2 separate regions of the Rattus norvegicus genome follow, and region 1 is linked to region 2. Evidence: chromatin contacts called from public Hi-C data. All regions are on one chromosome and are shown on one strand. Each heading gives the region's core, a stretch centred on a gene start, on an enhancer-like site or on the middle of the called end of the contact. The rest is flanking DNA. Distances are from core to core; before and after follow the strand shown.

What was found. Hi-C and Micro-C count contacts between places; a contact is called where the count stands out from the background.
Region 1: a contact with region 2 is called in a Hi-C map of liver, with 2.0 times the contacts expected there. The contact joins the enhancer-like site here to the promoter of Scarb1 in region 2. A contact is called at or near these places in 2 of 12 Hi-C or Micro-C datasets (hepatocytes and liver).

Annotation. Positions count from the first base shown.
Region 1 is chr12:37,020,425-37,028,350 of GRCr8, reverse strand. Scarb1 (scavenger receptor class B, member 1) reads right to left here. Exons shown (of 13, transcript NM_031541.2): 13 at 4,369-5,112. Among named protein-coding and RNA genes, the nearest start is that of Scarb1, 67 kb to the right of the region's middle. Within about 2 kb of position 1,395, at least 35 of the 93 cell types and tissues checked have an H3K27ac peak or open chromatin away from gene starts, as enhancers often do. A contact at or near this core is called in hepatocytes and liver, where this site is marked.
Region 2 is chr12:36,952,170-36,959,096 of GRCr8, reverse strand. Scarb1 (scavenger receptor class B, member 1) reads right to left here and starts at 1,601. Exons shown (of 13, transcript NM_031541.2): 1 at 1,274-1,601. The coding sequence starts at 1,399.

The DNA.
Region 1 (7,926 bases), core at 146-2,645, 69 kb before region 2:
CAGGGTCACATACCAGAGTTTCCATCACAATGCCAGGGCTGGAGGCAGGGGCCGTACTCCAACAACCAGAGTTAAGATTCCATAGCATCCTGGCATCAACTGGGGTACAAAAGCACTGTAGGGGTGCTGAGGTGAAAAAACTGAGTGAGCAGTTATCACGGGTCGGGTGGGGGCATCCTAGTTTCATTTCTATCTCTGTGACAAGAGTAGCATGGAGAAACAAGGGACATTTCACTTACAGTTTCAAGTCTATTATTCCGGGGAGGTACAGGCAGGGACTCAGGCAGTGAGTCACATCACATCCACAGTCAGGAGCAGAGAGGAAATGGGACACACCCATGGTGCCTGCTTGCTCATGCTCAGCTAATTTTCTTCACTCTTACACAGGTCAGGACCCGGCCTAGGGAATGGCACCGCCCACAGTCGGGGTGAATCTTCCCACTTTAATTAACGATCAAGGCAAATACTCACACATGGGCCCCCCGAGACCAGTTTGATCTGTGTAGTTCCTCTCTGAGGGATTCTCTCTCCCTCACCCTTTCTTCCCAAGTGATTCTACGTTGTGTCAAGTTGACATCTTTAATTTACCAGCACGGAGGGCTTCCCATAGGAGGCAGGAGAACTAGGGATAGGGTAGCTGATGAAAGTGAGGCCTGGGTGAGGCAGGAGATGATCGAGGTGACACACCCTCCATTGGTAGCATAGGAGGTGGTGACAGTGTACAGAGCATCCTCCGAGAACTAGGAGCTACTGGATACTGAAGGGCCTGCAGGTTTAAGGGCTGTGTGTCACATGAACATAGAATTCTGGGCAAACTAGGCCCAGCATCTCACAGACACATGGCTTCTTCCTCTTTGAAAATTTAATTCTTGAAGCCAGGTGTGGCGAATGCCTTTGATCCCAGCACTTGGGAGGCAGACACAGGTGGATCTCTGACTTCAAGGCCAGCCTGGCTACACAGAAGAATCCTGTCTCAAAAAACAAAAACAAAACAGAAAACAAACAACAAAAACAAAAACAAAAGAGGAGGGGCTGGAGGGATAGCTCAGCTAATAACGTGGAAATAAACACAAGGATGTGAGTCCGAGTCCTGAGAGAGAGGGAGGGAGGGAGGGAGGGAGGGAGGGAGGGAGAGAGAGAGAGAGAGAGAGAGAGAGAGAGAGAGAGAGAGAGAGAGAGAGAGAGAGAGAGAGAGAGAGAGAGAGAGAGAGAGAGAGAGGGAGGGAGAGAGAGAGCGCGCGCCCAAGCCCAAACCAAAAGGATCCTTTTCCAGGAGCCAGCAGGGGGCGCTATAAGCGGCTGTTCCCTTTTGGGGCTTTGGGGCCTCCGCACAGCACAGACCTCTTCTACACACACACCCATGGGGGAGCCTTCCCACACTAGTTCCCAGAAGGCTGCAGATTGGGCAACCAGCTTTTGCAAGCGGGTTATTTCCATTCTCTGGCTTTCTATAAATGTGGAGAGAGATCAGTGGGTGTGCCGGTCCACAGGGTAAAAATACCCGGGTGATTGACGGCTGACAATAGGTGGCAGCCATCCGATCCCTGCGTACTGCTCTGCAGGGGAGGCGTCCCCGCAGCCAACTGGACAGGCGCCCCGCTGCCTGGTTCCTTCTGAGAATATTTGGAACAGACAGAGCTTGCCTGCTGCCAAATGTTACACACTGAGAGGAAGGTCAGTGTGTATATAGAGGTGGGGAGGTAGCGCTGGGGAAGTGGAACTTGAACCTCAAGCTTTGCTTTGCTCTGCTCTGCTTTGTTTTGTTTTGTTTTGTTTTGTTTTGTTTTGTTTTGGTTTTGAGACAGGGTTTCTCTGTGTAACCCCGGCCATCTTGGAACTCACTCTGTAGACCAGGCTGGCCTTGAACTCAAGAGATCCACCTGCCTCTGCCTCTGGAGTTCTGGGATTAGAAGAATGTTACCACCACCTCACTACTTTTGGCTTGGGGGGGGGTTGTTTTGTTTTTATTTAAGAGGGAATCTCACTACATAGTCTAGCTGGCTTGTACCTTGCTGTGTAAACCGAGTTAGCCTCGAATTCACAGAGATCCTCTGTCTTCTGAGTGCTGGGATTAAAGGATTGTGCCATCACACCATCACAACACCTCCTCCTCCTCCTCCTCCTCCTCCTCCTCCTCCTTCTCCTCCTCTTCCTCCTCCCCCCTCCTCCCCCACTTTCTTCTTCCACCAGTTCTTACATAGCCTCAGGCTGGTCTTGAACTTGTGATGTAGCTCGAAATGACCTTGAACTTCTGATCTTCTTGCCTCTACCTCACACCTTTGCCCGCAGTTCATTCGATGCCGGGGATCTATCCCAAAGCTTTTTGCCCGCTAGGTGAACAGTCTGCCCACTGAACTCCAGTTCCAGTCCCTACTCTGTGTACACTTGAGCAGTGGGTCCTCAGATAGGACCATGCATTAAAACTCACAGAAGCACATAGATTCTTCCATTCTGTGTGCAGGGAAACTTCATAAACTACGTGTGGCAGAAAAGGCCGCCCGAGACAATGTCCACAGTCAGCAAAACATGACAGGCTAATGAGGCCAGACCTAGTGACTAGAGTGGGGTGTCCTGTTAGGGGCTGAATGTGTTTAGTCCCTTACCCAGTGAAAGGAGATCTGACCGCATGGGGCTCTGTTTGCTGGTAACAGATTAAGGTGGAGGGAGGTCCCAGGCCAGAGTTGAGTTTCCACACACCTATAAAAGCCAAGTAAAGGGGTTGGGGATTTGGCTCAGTGGCAGAGCGCTTGCCTAGCAAGCGCAAGGCCCTGGGTTCGGTCCTCAGCTCCGAAAAAAAGAAAAAAGAAAAAAAAAAAAAAGCAGCCATGTAAGACACAGACACCTGCAGGGCAGGGGACAAACATCCCCAGAACCCCAGCCAGCCTGACCCAACCTTCCTGAGCCTCCAGACTCCTGAGCATGGGTGTCTGCCTGAGTCCTCCTGCCCTCTGTCTGTGGTGCAATAGAAGCAGGCACAGAAACCAGACCAGGAAAGTCACAAGGAACCCAGGCAGAGGTGCATGTCTCTGGTCCCAGCCATGCAGAAGGATAAGGCCAGAAGATTCCTTGAGCCCAGAAGTTCCCAACCAACCTGAGTAGCACAGAAAGGCTGTTTATCCCCAGTCATAGAAATAATAAATCTGGTGCACACCTTTAATCCCAGCACTTAGGAGGCAGAGGCAGGTGGATCTGTGAGTTCGAGACCAGCCTGGTCTATGGAGTGAGTTCTAGGACAGCCTGGGCTACAGAGAGAAACCCTGTCTTGGAGAAAAGAAATCTGGATATGGTGGGGGTATGCCTGCCATCCCAGCATTTGGGGCAGAGAGGCAAGAGGATGACAGGTTCCAGCCCAACTTTTCCTAACAAAGGTAGAACCTGTCTTACAAAACAAAACAAAAAAAAATATTAGCTTCACGTAGAGGTTTGTGTCCCACAGCATAATGGAGTGAATAATATGAGGTAGAAGAAAACTTTCAATGGCTCTAGGGCAGGAAGTAAGCAGTGCCAGTTGAAGAAGAAGTGCAGGGCCAGCGAGATGGCTCAGCGGGTTGAGGAGCTTGCTGCCAAACTGGAGGAACTGAGTTCAACACCCCCCCCTCACCTCCCAGGATCCACATGGTGAAGACAGAACCAATTCTTGCAGGTCACCCTCTGACCTACACATCTGTGCCATGGCATGGACCCACACACAATAATAATTTTTTTCTAAGAAAGCAAGGGGGTGCAGACCATTGCAACCAGAGTGTCTTATGTATTTTTTTTAAGATTTATTTATTTTTTATGTATGGGAGTATACTGCAGCTATCTTTAGACACACTGGAAAAATCATCGGATCCTATTACAGATGGTTGTGAGCCACCATGTGGTTGCTGGGATTTGAACTCAGGACCTCTGCAAGAGCAATCAGTGCTCTTAACTGCTGAGCCATCTCTCCAGCCCCATCTATGTATTTTTTAATGTTCACAGTAAAAACCTCTTGCCCAGTTCCTAGTGGGTCCCTTGAGGGTAAAACACGATTTTATTCTAAAACAGGGACACCAGGGAGAATTCCTGCTTTAACTTGGGACAAAACTTAGATAGACCCTTCTTTCCAACCCTTTCCCCCCACACTCCCCAGGTTTGTTACTTGGGTAACAAGGGTGCTTTGGCCTTGAACCCTGACTATAGGAAGGCCCAGGGGACCCCATGGGACAGAGGAACGACAGAGGTGGCCTGTCTTGGTGCACCCAAGCCACGTACATTAGGTTTGAGGTGGAAAAATGACTTGCGGCTGGTCGGTGCTGGCCTCACACCAGGAGACACGTTGGCAGTCGTGGCCTGGATCCTGGAGCCCCAGCCCTGCCCAGAAAACAGTCACAGAAGCCAGTGTTGAATTTGTGAAAAGGTTTATTGCTTCAGTCATGACTTTCTTTCAAAAGACGATAAAATTTCTCTTCCAGTAGAAAAAAAGGGGTCGATTGTGGGACGCTGGGCCTCTGTATACCCTACCCTCTGGTGAGATATACTAGGTGCCAGGGGTAGACGGCCCACACCTCTCTCTTTGACCCCACGCCTGAAAAATAAGGACCCTGAGGGGGCCTGCCACCGCTGCCACTTACAGTGGCCAATTCAGTGTTCAGGTGACAGCAGAGACTGTAGGAGAAGGGCCAGATACAGCGCCAGAGTGTGTGTGCAGACTGGTCAGGATCTGGAACTGCTTGTCCAGCCGTGACGCAAGAGGCCGATGTTTGCCCAGCCCCTAGGAGTGACAGATCTGTGTCCTCTGTGGGAACTAAGGCTTTCAGCCTGCTGGAGAAAGACGGAGAAAGTCAGGAGCCCCGGCGGCGCCAGCTCCTACAGGAGGGGCAGCTACAGTTCCCACAGCCTGGCTCACAGGTCACTTAGAAGAGGTCGCCTGTGGCCCAACAGGCTCTACTCAGCAGCGGGTCTGTCCCTGGTCCCTGAGTGTTTCCGCACACTATGTGCCGTGTGGACAGTGTGACATCTGGGGGCTCAGGACGTGGCACTGGCGGGTTGTCCGCTGAGAGAGTCCTCGAGAAGTGGGGTGTAGGGACTGGGCGGCTGGTCTGACCAAGCTATCAGGTTTGGGGGGCTCGTGGTGTCTTCTGGGCCCTGTGGAGAAAAAAAGAAGCTGAGTCACTGGCCTGTCACCTAGCCCTGCCCTGCCTAACCCCTTATCCCACCAGCACAGAAAACACTTCACCACCCCAGCACTGTCTGCCATGAACCCAGAGATGCCGCCCCCTATACACGGGGACTCCTCAGTCATGTAGATCTCTGGGTTCCGTTGTCCCCCTTTAGAGATGGGGAAACGGAGGCCAGAGAGACTGGCCCGTTACAGAGAGGAGGACAGAACAGAGTCCGGAGTAGGTAGATAACACTGTCACACAGAGAAACTAGGATGGGCCTAAATGTCTGTCCACAGGAGGACATGTTTAAAATGCTGTCTCAAGGGGTTGGGGATTTAGCTCAGTGGTAGAGCGCTTACCTAGGAAGCGCAAGGCCCTGGGTTCGGTCCCCAGCTCCGAAAAAAAGAACCAAAAAAATAAATAAATAAATAAATAAATAAATAAATAAAATGCTGTCTCAGGACAGGCCAGGGACAGCTGTTAAAACTGGCTGTTGTTCATAGAGGTAAGAAACACCATCTCACCAGACTGCTGTAATGGTGGCCACTGGGCCTTAGGGACAGTAGGGTGTTGGGGAAAGGGTATACAGAACAGGAAAAGATGGCTGAGGTAAGTCGAGAGACTCCGAGTCGAGAAGACTTCCCAACTTGGGAAAATGAATGGAAGGCAGGGAGAAGAGCACTGGGCGCCCCTGCCCTGCAAACCCCACCCCTCCCCTAGTGGCAGGGAAGGAAACTGCAGGGAGGCGTCTTCTCCTTGGACCAAAGCCAGTAGCCCTGCCCCCAGCACCCCAGCATTTGAGAAAGTCTCAGGGTGCTAGGGGGCGATGCTCAGAGGAGGAACAGACTAAGTAAAAGGCCCTGCCTTCAATCCCCAGCATCTCACACACACACACGGACAGACAAAATCAGAAGTAAAGTGGGGGGGCGGCAGGGAAGGGGACACAAGGTACAGTAGAGGTGCATGCACTTGGGAGACTGAGGCAGGAGGATCGCTTGTCTTGTAGGTTGGTCTCCCCCATGAAAAACACACACAACAAAGCCACAAGGCACTGGGTACCGATTTCCCCTCCTCTGGCTCCTTTCCCGTACCGTGTCTGACAGAGGAGAACTTAGAATGAGAGACAGATCAGTGAGAAGCAGAGGTTCACAGCATTTTCAAGGCCGCTCTGTTCAAGGCCAACCCTGCCCATTCGCCCCCAACCCCGTTGCCTTACAGCAACACCCACCCACCCGGGGGGACCTTGTTCATATTATATACCCTTTGACCTGGTGGCAGCTGTTTCCTGTCCATAGCAAACAGTAGCAGCCTCTAGGGGCCACCCCCATATGCAGGTGCACGGCAAAGTGTTGGGGGGCTCATAGAATTTCACTTAGCCAGGCCGTGGAGGGTTGGGTGGGTAGGGTAAGGTCCCTATGCAAGGGCCCACATGTCTCCCCCACATACGCTGATCCTCAGAGGACACTGCCCTCCCTAGCACATGGTCAGGGCCAGAGGTATCCCCCTGGAATGGGACTCAATCGATTCTCCATAGCCCGGGAAAGCCCTGAAGCCAAAAAGGATTAGACCAAGCTGGGAAAGTAAAGAGGAAACCCCAATTTTGTTCATTCTGTTAGGGTCTGAACAGGGTGGTGGCTGTGCACCTAGGGGCTCCACCTGGGCTAAAGTGACCACGGAGCTTCTGCTTGGAGCCTACATTTGTCCCCTAGGAGTCCCCCAACATCTCCTCAGGAAAGCCTTACCTATCCTCTGGCAATAGCAAACATCGCCATGACTGGAAGGAAGCAAGAGGCAACACTAAGCCTCCCCCAACCCTTCCTGGAAGGACCACTAAACCAGGACCCTTCCTCAGCTCCAGGGACACATGGTGACCCACTGAGCAGGAGAGCCCCCTCTGCTGGGCCTTGTCCTCTTTCCTCCTTCAGGGAGGTGGCACCCACCAGGACAATCCTACATCCACCAGGGTTCTATTTTATATTCTCAAACAGCTGGCATTGCTGGAAGTGGCCAGCTGGCCGCCCTGAGCCCAGGAGCTGAGCTGTGGCCTCCACACCCTTATCCCTACCCTGTCCCCAGCTCCCTCTCCAAGCAGTGTTCACACCCAGGCTGGCTCAAAGGCTAAAATAACAGCTTCCGTTGAGACAGGACTCACCTCTGCTAACCCCAAATTGCAGGGCCCATAGCTCTTCCTGTCCCTTCCCAGGCAGGGAGACGCCCTGTAAGGCTCAGTCTCTCCTGAGCCCTGATCCCTACAGGGCCTCGATCCCTACAGGGCCTCGAGATCTCAGAGAAGTGCTGTCCTGAATCCCTGCAAGGTGGGCTGTTAAGAAAGTCAGGATGCCAGCTCTACCTGAATCGGTGGCTTGCCACCAGGATCACCCATCCGCCATAGGGCAGACACATGACTTGCTTTAAATTCAGACTGTATCGAGCAGGTCTGTCGTGTACCCTGAGCACTCGACCACGAAATCCTATCCTCAGACCCGGCCCCAAAAATGCAGCTGGTTTTCAACCAATGTTTAAACTTCTTCACTTTTTAGTCACTTATTCTGGACTGGAGTCAGTGTGCAATTTTGCACCCTTTTTAGTCCAAAAAAAAAAAAAAAAAAAAAAACCAGTTTTCAAACCCTTTGGGCTGTAAGAGTCTCTTAGCTTCCGGGATGCACAGGGACCTGTATTTAGCAAACTGCAGGGGATGGAACTCTGAGAAGCAACTGGCTTAACCTTCATCTTCTAACAGGATCTTGAAAATGAGAGTCAGTGACTGAAGATCTGAGGAACTGAGGCAAGATGGGAC
Region 2 (6,927 bases), core at 352-2,851:
AGAAAACAGTCCAGAGAGGAATCTGGGGAAGGAACCAGTTCAGATTCCTCCTCACCCCCAAACAGGAGAACAGGGGACACCTGCTCACTCTACCCACTACAGGCTGGCTGAGCAGGAAGCCCAGTACACGTGACGGGTACACATGGCCAGGTCCTGACTGAAACCAAGGGCTCCTACTGAGATGATGCTGTCACCGCTACTTTGCTGGCCCTAACAGAAAGGCCCAGAGCAGTTCGGATGCTCCAACAAGAATGATCTTCCCTCCACCCAAGACACCATAACTCCTGGGACGCTGGAACTTCTTGGCAACTATAATCTTCACGTACAGGAGTTGAAAATCCAAAGCAATAGATATGTCAGTGTGGCCAAGAGGACTTAGAAATGCCCATCACAACTCCAGGAAAGCCACCTGTGGCTCCATCCGGAAGACCAGCCAGGACCTGGGAGGTGGCGGCCAGCCAAAGAGGGAGTATCCCTCATTCATTCCCTCCTTTCAGCGGGCAATGGGACACAGTACATGAAGCCATTCTTAAACTCCCAGTAAACAAACCCGCTAAGAGGTGAGATGTCAGTCAATCCTGTGACAACAGCTTCTTGGGGATCCCAGGTCCAGTTCGAACTGGTTGTTCCCTGAAGGCCAGCCTCCGTTTCCCCTTCCGTGGGAACTCAGCATGTCAGAAAAAACACTGGAGATTTTTTTACTCGGTAATCTCCAGGACTTACTTAATGAGCTCTGGGCTCATTCGGAGGACACCGGATCCCAGGGCAGAGTCTGTAGCTGGACCGGCACCGCCCGCCTAATATCGGTCCCCGGTTGAAAGGGCAAAACAGGGCCTAGGGCTGAGATCAAGGGAGAGGCCCGGCTGCCTGCCCTCGGCAGACCCGAGTAGTGTCTGCCTCTGCCAGTGCGTGGGAGCAGAAAGCTGCTTAACTCTCGAGATTGGCTGGCAGTGTGGGGGCGACCCAGGGCATCTTTGGGGCATCTAGGCGGGAGGAAACAGGCAGAGCACCCAGAGAACTGGGCGCCCTTAGAAGCCTCACAGATGTACTGGGGTTTAGCACAGCTCTTGAGGTTACTAGGTCCAGTCACCAGTCGGTGTGTGCTGAAGGGCCAGGCCACACTTCTGCTTCAGTGAGGATCAGGCCCCTGGGACGCTAGTGACTCAGACCTCCAAGGCTCTGGGGTGAGCCTGGGCCTCTCAGGTGGTGAGAAGGTAGCACCACCGTCCCATCCTGCGTCCCGATCCTCCTCACCCCAGGACCCTTCACTCACCTTGAGCACCTGCTGCTTGATGAGCGAGGGCACCATGAGAATCATGATAACGCCGAGCGCAGCACACAGCAGCCCTAGAACGCCCAGCCCCAAGGCCACCCAGCGTGCCCTGGAGCTGACGCCCATGTCCGCGTGCGCGGCCGAGAGTCGCTGGGCTCAGGACCTGAAGGGGACGGCGACAGAGGCGACGGAGGCCACAGAGATGACAGAAACCGAGCAGCAAGGTGTGTGCCTGACAGTGGCCAGAGCAGCAGTAGCCCTGCAGGTGGCCAGAGGTTTTATGCGCCATGGCCCGGGCAGCCCGCCCCCGTGTTCGGCGCGGGATTCCGGCTAGGGGTGGGAAAAGGCGGGGAGTGGGCGGTGCTCTGATGGTGAGGCGTGGGCGTGGCCTATGTCGGGAGCCGCCCCTCCGAAGTGCTGGGCTTTCCAAGCTCTTGCAGGGTCTGTATATCCGCTGTGTGTTTCCCCCACGCTTCCTGCTCTTGTCGCTGGCCTAGGTGGGAACCGATGCGCTCACCACAGAGGGCAGAAGTCCCTGGCACCGTCTGCATCCGCTACACCCCGCTCCTGCCACCTCTTCTCTCTTCCGACTCCTGCCAATGCCTCCCGCTCCCCTGCATCAATTGCAGTCGCCAGGGCCAGCCTCCGGGCCATGCACACCCTCCACTCAATTCCGTATCCCTCGGGACCTTTTGCATTCCCTGCACTCGGAACTCCGTATCCCTTTGGGCTTTTGCACATTCTCCATTCTGTGTCCCTCGCGGCCTTGATGCACTGTCCCCTCGGAATTCCGTGTCTCCCAGGACCTTCGCACACCCTTTGCTCAGAATTCCGTGTCCCTCGAGGCCTTAAGCACACCCTCCACTCAAAACTCCAGGCCCCAGACACACGCTGGGCCCCTGATTCCATCCAGGAAGGTGTTTGAGGGGCTTATCAGGATGCCGGGCCACTATGCTCCCTGCTGACTCTTCCTTATCACCCAGAGCCACCAGCTCAGCTGAACTCAGTTCTGCGTTCTTTGGCCTTAAGCCCCACTCAGGATACCTGCAGGGTGGTGGGGACTCTGTCTTGCCCTGCCCTGCCCTGCCCAGTGCCCAGTTAGTTCATTCCCAGCCCACAGCCAGAGCCTTTAACTCTAAGCACTCCCTGTTACAGCCAAAAAACAGAGACATAGGGTAACTTCCTCAGTGAGGGCAAGGCGGCCTGCTTCCCACTCAGGACACAAAGGATAGATATGCAGCTGAGAAAACCCAGCCCCACACCTGTCAAAACTGAGTCCTAGCTCCCGTTAAAACCCAGAAGGTCTCCTCTTGGGAACCACCTTCAGCAACATGACCCAGAGTCAGGATTTACTCAACACCTAGTAAGTTCTGCAGAAACAGCCAAGTCATCTTTCCAGCCCTGACAGATTCCACCAGACACACAAGAGTAAGCTGGAGGACTGGAGAGATGGCTCAGCAGTTAAGAGCACTGACTGTTCTTCCAGAGGTCCTGAGTTCAAATCCTACCAACCACATGGTGGCTCACGACCATCTGTAATGAGATCTGATGCCCTCTTCTGGTGTCTGAAGACAACTATAGTGTACTTATATGATGAAATACACATCGATAGACATGGTTCAGTGGTTAAGAGCACTGGCTGCTCTTGCAGAAGACCTGGGTTCAATTCCCAGCACCCGCACAACAGTACACAACATCCTTAATGGATGGAACTTAAGTTCCAGGGGATCCGATGCCCTCCTCTGACCTGGTGCACAGACATACATGCAGGAAAGACAATTGCATACATAAAACAAGTAAGTCTAAGACAAAAACAAGCTCTAGCCGGATGGCCAGCCAGACTTCTCTGACCAGTGAGACCCGGTACCCAGTAGGTATATTCTGTCTCGAACAGCACATTCTGGTACACCCACACAAACATGTGTACACACACAGACACAGAAAGGAGGCTAGGGGTTCAGTGGTCCAAGGAGCAGAGGTGGGTGGGACCTTAGAACCACAACTGTGTTACACCTGCACCTTCCAGGTTCAAAGGCTGATGAGCTACCAACAGGCTTTAAGCTCTACAGAGGAGGGTGTGAGGGGGGCAGAGGGGCCTCAGGACTCCTGAGTGGGAGTCTTCACAGCCCAGGTTCCTCTGAACCTGCTCCCTCTTCATGCTCCTGACGGAGGTCGGGGCTTGGAAGTTTCTCCAGAACCTACTTGGTGGTCCCTGAGAGGAGCCTTTCTAGGTTTTCATGGGTAGCCCATGTTCTTTAGCCTAGGGTTACCTGATGTCACTACTGGGCCATTCTATGTGACCCAGGAGGAGTCGAATGGGGCAGCAGCATTCTGGAGAGCTAAGGATCTGGTCTGATATCATCTCAGATGGGCAGGACTGGGTTGTTGGTTTTTTTTTTTTAATATTTATTTATTTATTATATAAGTACACTATAGCTGTCTTCAGACACACCAGAAGAGGGCATCAGATCCCATTACAGATGATTGTGAGCCACCATGTGGTTGCTGGGATTTGAACTCAGGACCTCTGGAAGAGCACAGTCAGTGCTCTTAACCACTGAGCCATCTCTCCAGCCTAGGACTGGGTTTTCAAAGCTGTGATTATCCACCATGTGAAGGAATTCTCTAGATCCTCCTCTGACAAGTTTTATGAAAGAAGGCTTCAAGTCCGATTTGTTGAAAATGGGGGTCTTTATGGGTATGGTGGTGGGTGCCTTTGATCCCAGCACTTGGGAGGGAGAGGTAAGAGAAACAGGAGCTCAAGGCCAGCCTGGGCTATATGAAGTCCTATCTCAAGCCAAAGAAAAGGGCTGGAGAGGTGGCTCATCAAGTAAAGACACTGGCACACAAGCCTGAAGACCTGAGTTGGAGTCCAAGAACCCATGCTGGATGCACAGAACAGACTCGGGTGCCATGGCTATCCCATACACAATAACAATAATTGATAAAATTTAAATTGAAAGAAAAGAGAGTGTTCTGTTCAGTTGAAATGGTTTTATTTATCGCTCTAGAGAGGGAGGCTGGGTTTTTTTTTTTTTTTTTTTTTGGTGATTTTTTTTTTTAAATCTTGTGTATTTGTACAGTTTCACAAGGCCAGGAAAGGGTGACAGATCTCCCGAAACTGAAGTTACAGGCAGTTGTGAGCCACCGTGTGGGTGCCCGGAACCAAATTCAGATTCTCCACAACAACAGCGAGCGCTCTTTTTTTTTTTTTTTTTTTTCTTTATTAACTTGAGTATTTCTTTTTTTTTTTTTTTTCTTTTTTTCGGAGCTGGGGACTGAACCCAGGGCCTTGCGCTTCCTAGGCAAGTGCTCTACCACTGAGCTAAATCCCCAACCCCTAACTTGAGTATTTCTTATTTACATTTCTTTTTCTTAAGATTTATTATAAATAAGTACACTGTAGCTGTCCAGACACACCAGAAGAGGGCATCAGATCTCATTACAGATGGTTGTGAGCCACCATGTGGTTGCTGGGACTTGAACTCAGGACCTCTGGAAGAGCAGTCAGTGCTCTTAACCACTGAGCCATCTCTCCAGCCTTCTTATTTACATTTCAATTGTTATTCCCTTTCCCGGTTTCCGGGCCAACATCCCCCTAACCCCTCCCCATCCCCTTCTATATGGGTGTTCCCCTCTCCATCCTCCCCCATTACACACCCCCACCCCACCCCCCACAGCGAGCTCTCTTAACCACTGAGCTATTGCTCCATCCCGCCCTAACCCCTCCCCATCCCCTTCTATATGGGTGTTCCCCTCTCCATCCTCCCCCACTACACCCCCCACCCCCAGCGAGCTCTCTTAACCACTGAGCTATTGCTCCATCCCGGAAGTGGGTCCTTTTTGAGTAGCAGTGTATTCCCTGGCACCTAGCAGAACCACGCCTAGCAAACCGCCCAGCAGGTACTGGATTAAAAAAAAATGAAGCACTCGGATTGACAAGATGCTTCCGTGAACAAAGAGCATTGGTTGCCAAGCTTGACGAACTAAATTCAACCCCCAGGACCTTACTCAGTAGAAGTCAAGAACTCACTCCCTCAAGTTAACCTCTGACCCCCAAGGTTCATATACACAAAATGAATGCGTGTAGCCAGGCCTGGTGGTGTACACTCTTTATGCTACCACCGAGAGGCAGAGGCAGGTGGATTTCTGGGAGCGGAAGGGCAGCCTGGTCTACTTAGCCAGGGCTACATCAGGAAACAAAATAAACAAATGTAAAACACGTTTTAAAGGTTTAAGCAGGGCTGGAGAGATGGCTCAGTGGTTAAGAGCACTGAACTGCTCTTCCGAGGTCCTGAGTGCAAATCCCAGCAACCACATGGTGGCTCACAACCATCTGTAATGGGATCTGATGCCCTCTGAAGACAGCCACAATATACTTATATATAATGAATAAAATAAATCTTTAAAAAAAGGTTTAAGCTGGGCTGGAGAGATGGCTCAGTGGTTAAGAGCACTGACTGCTCTTCCAGAGGTCCTGAGTTCAATTCCCAGCAACCACATGGTGGCTTACAACCATCTGTAATGGGATCTGATGCCCTTCTCTGGTGTGTCTGAAGACAGCTACAGTGTATACACATACATGAAATAAATAAATAAATATTTTTTAAAAAAGGTTTAAGCAAACTATTAGGAAATTCATTCATTCATCAATCACGGACTCATGGTGAATAAAATTAATAAAGTTTCACAGAAAGGGGCCAGAGAGTTGGTTCAGTGACTGAAAGCACTTGGCTGATCTTTCACAGAGCAGGGGTTTGACTCCAGGTACCCACTTTAGACAGCTTACAACCATCCTTAACTGGAGCTCCAGGGGATCTGACACCTCTGGCCGCCTCAACACCTGCACTCATGTGTACAAACACAGAGAGACGAGGATTCAAAATAAAATAAACTTTAAAAAAAAAATAAAATTTCCTCGAGGCCTTCAGCATCTTTCAGTCCTGGGTTGTTTTCTCCTGCTGACGCCAGTGTTCCTGGGAGCTTGCCAGCCAGCTGAAAGCTCGAGTCTGCCACCCCCCTTTCTTGATACCCACTTGCCTTGACCAGCTCACGTAGTCTAAATGGTCGCCAAGTCTTCAAGGTCCAAATCTACGTGATGCTTACCTCAGAGAGCCCAAGGCCAGAGCCAGGCTTTGGGGACAAGCTACGCTATCATTGGATGACACACAGAGAGATCAGACCTTAAAGGATGGACAGCACATGTGACAGAGCCACGGCCTTGCTGAGGGGAGCCTGGGAGACCACACAGTATGATGACCAAGGAGGAAGGTTGATCCATTCTGTGAGGCACAGAAGGCCTATAGGGGAAGTCCACCAGGAAAGGTCTGTCCTAGTTTGCTCTCTTTTGCTGTGTTAAAACACTGACCAAAGGCAACTTGGTCAGGAGTTGGTCCCTTTCAGCTTATAAGTCAAAGTCTACCAGGGGAAGCCAAGGCAGGAAGTCAGAACAGGAACCTGGAGCAGGAACTAAAGCAGAAGCCACAGGCAGATGCTGCTTCCTGGCTTGCTCCTCGTGGCTTGCTCAGTTTGTTTTCTAGTGCATCTCAGGAGCATGTGGCCAGGAGTGGCACCATGTGACCAGGAGTGGCACCACAGACAGGGAGCTGGGCTCGTCCACATCAATCATAAATTCGGAAAAAGCACACTCTTGC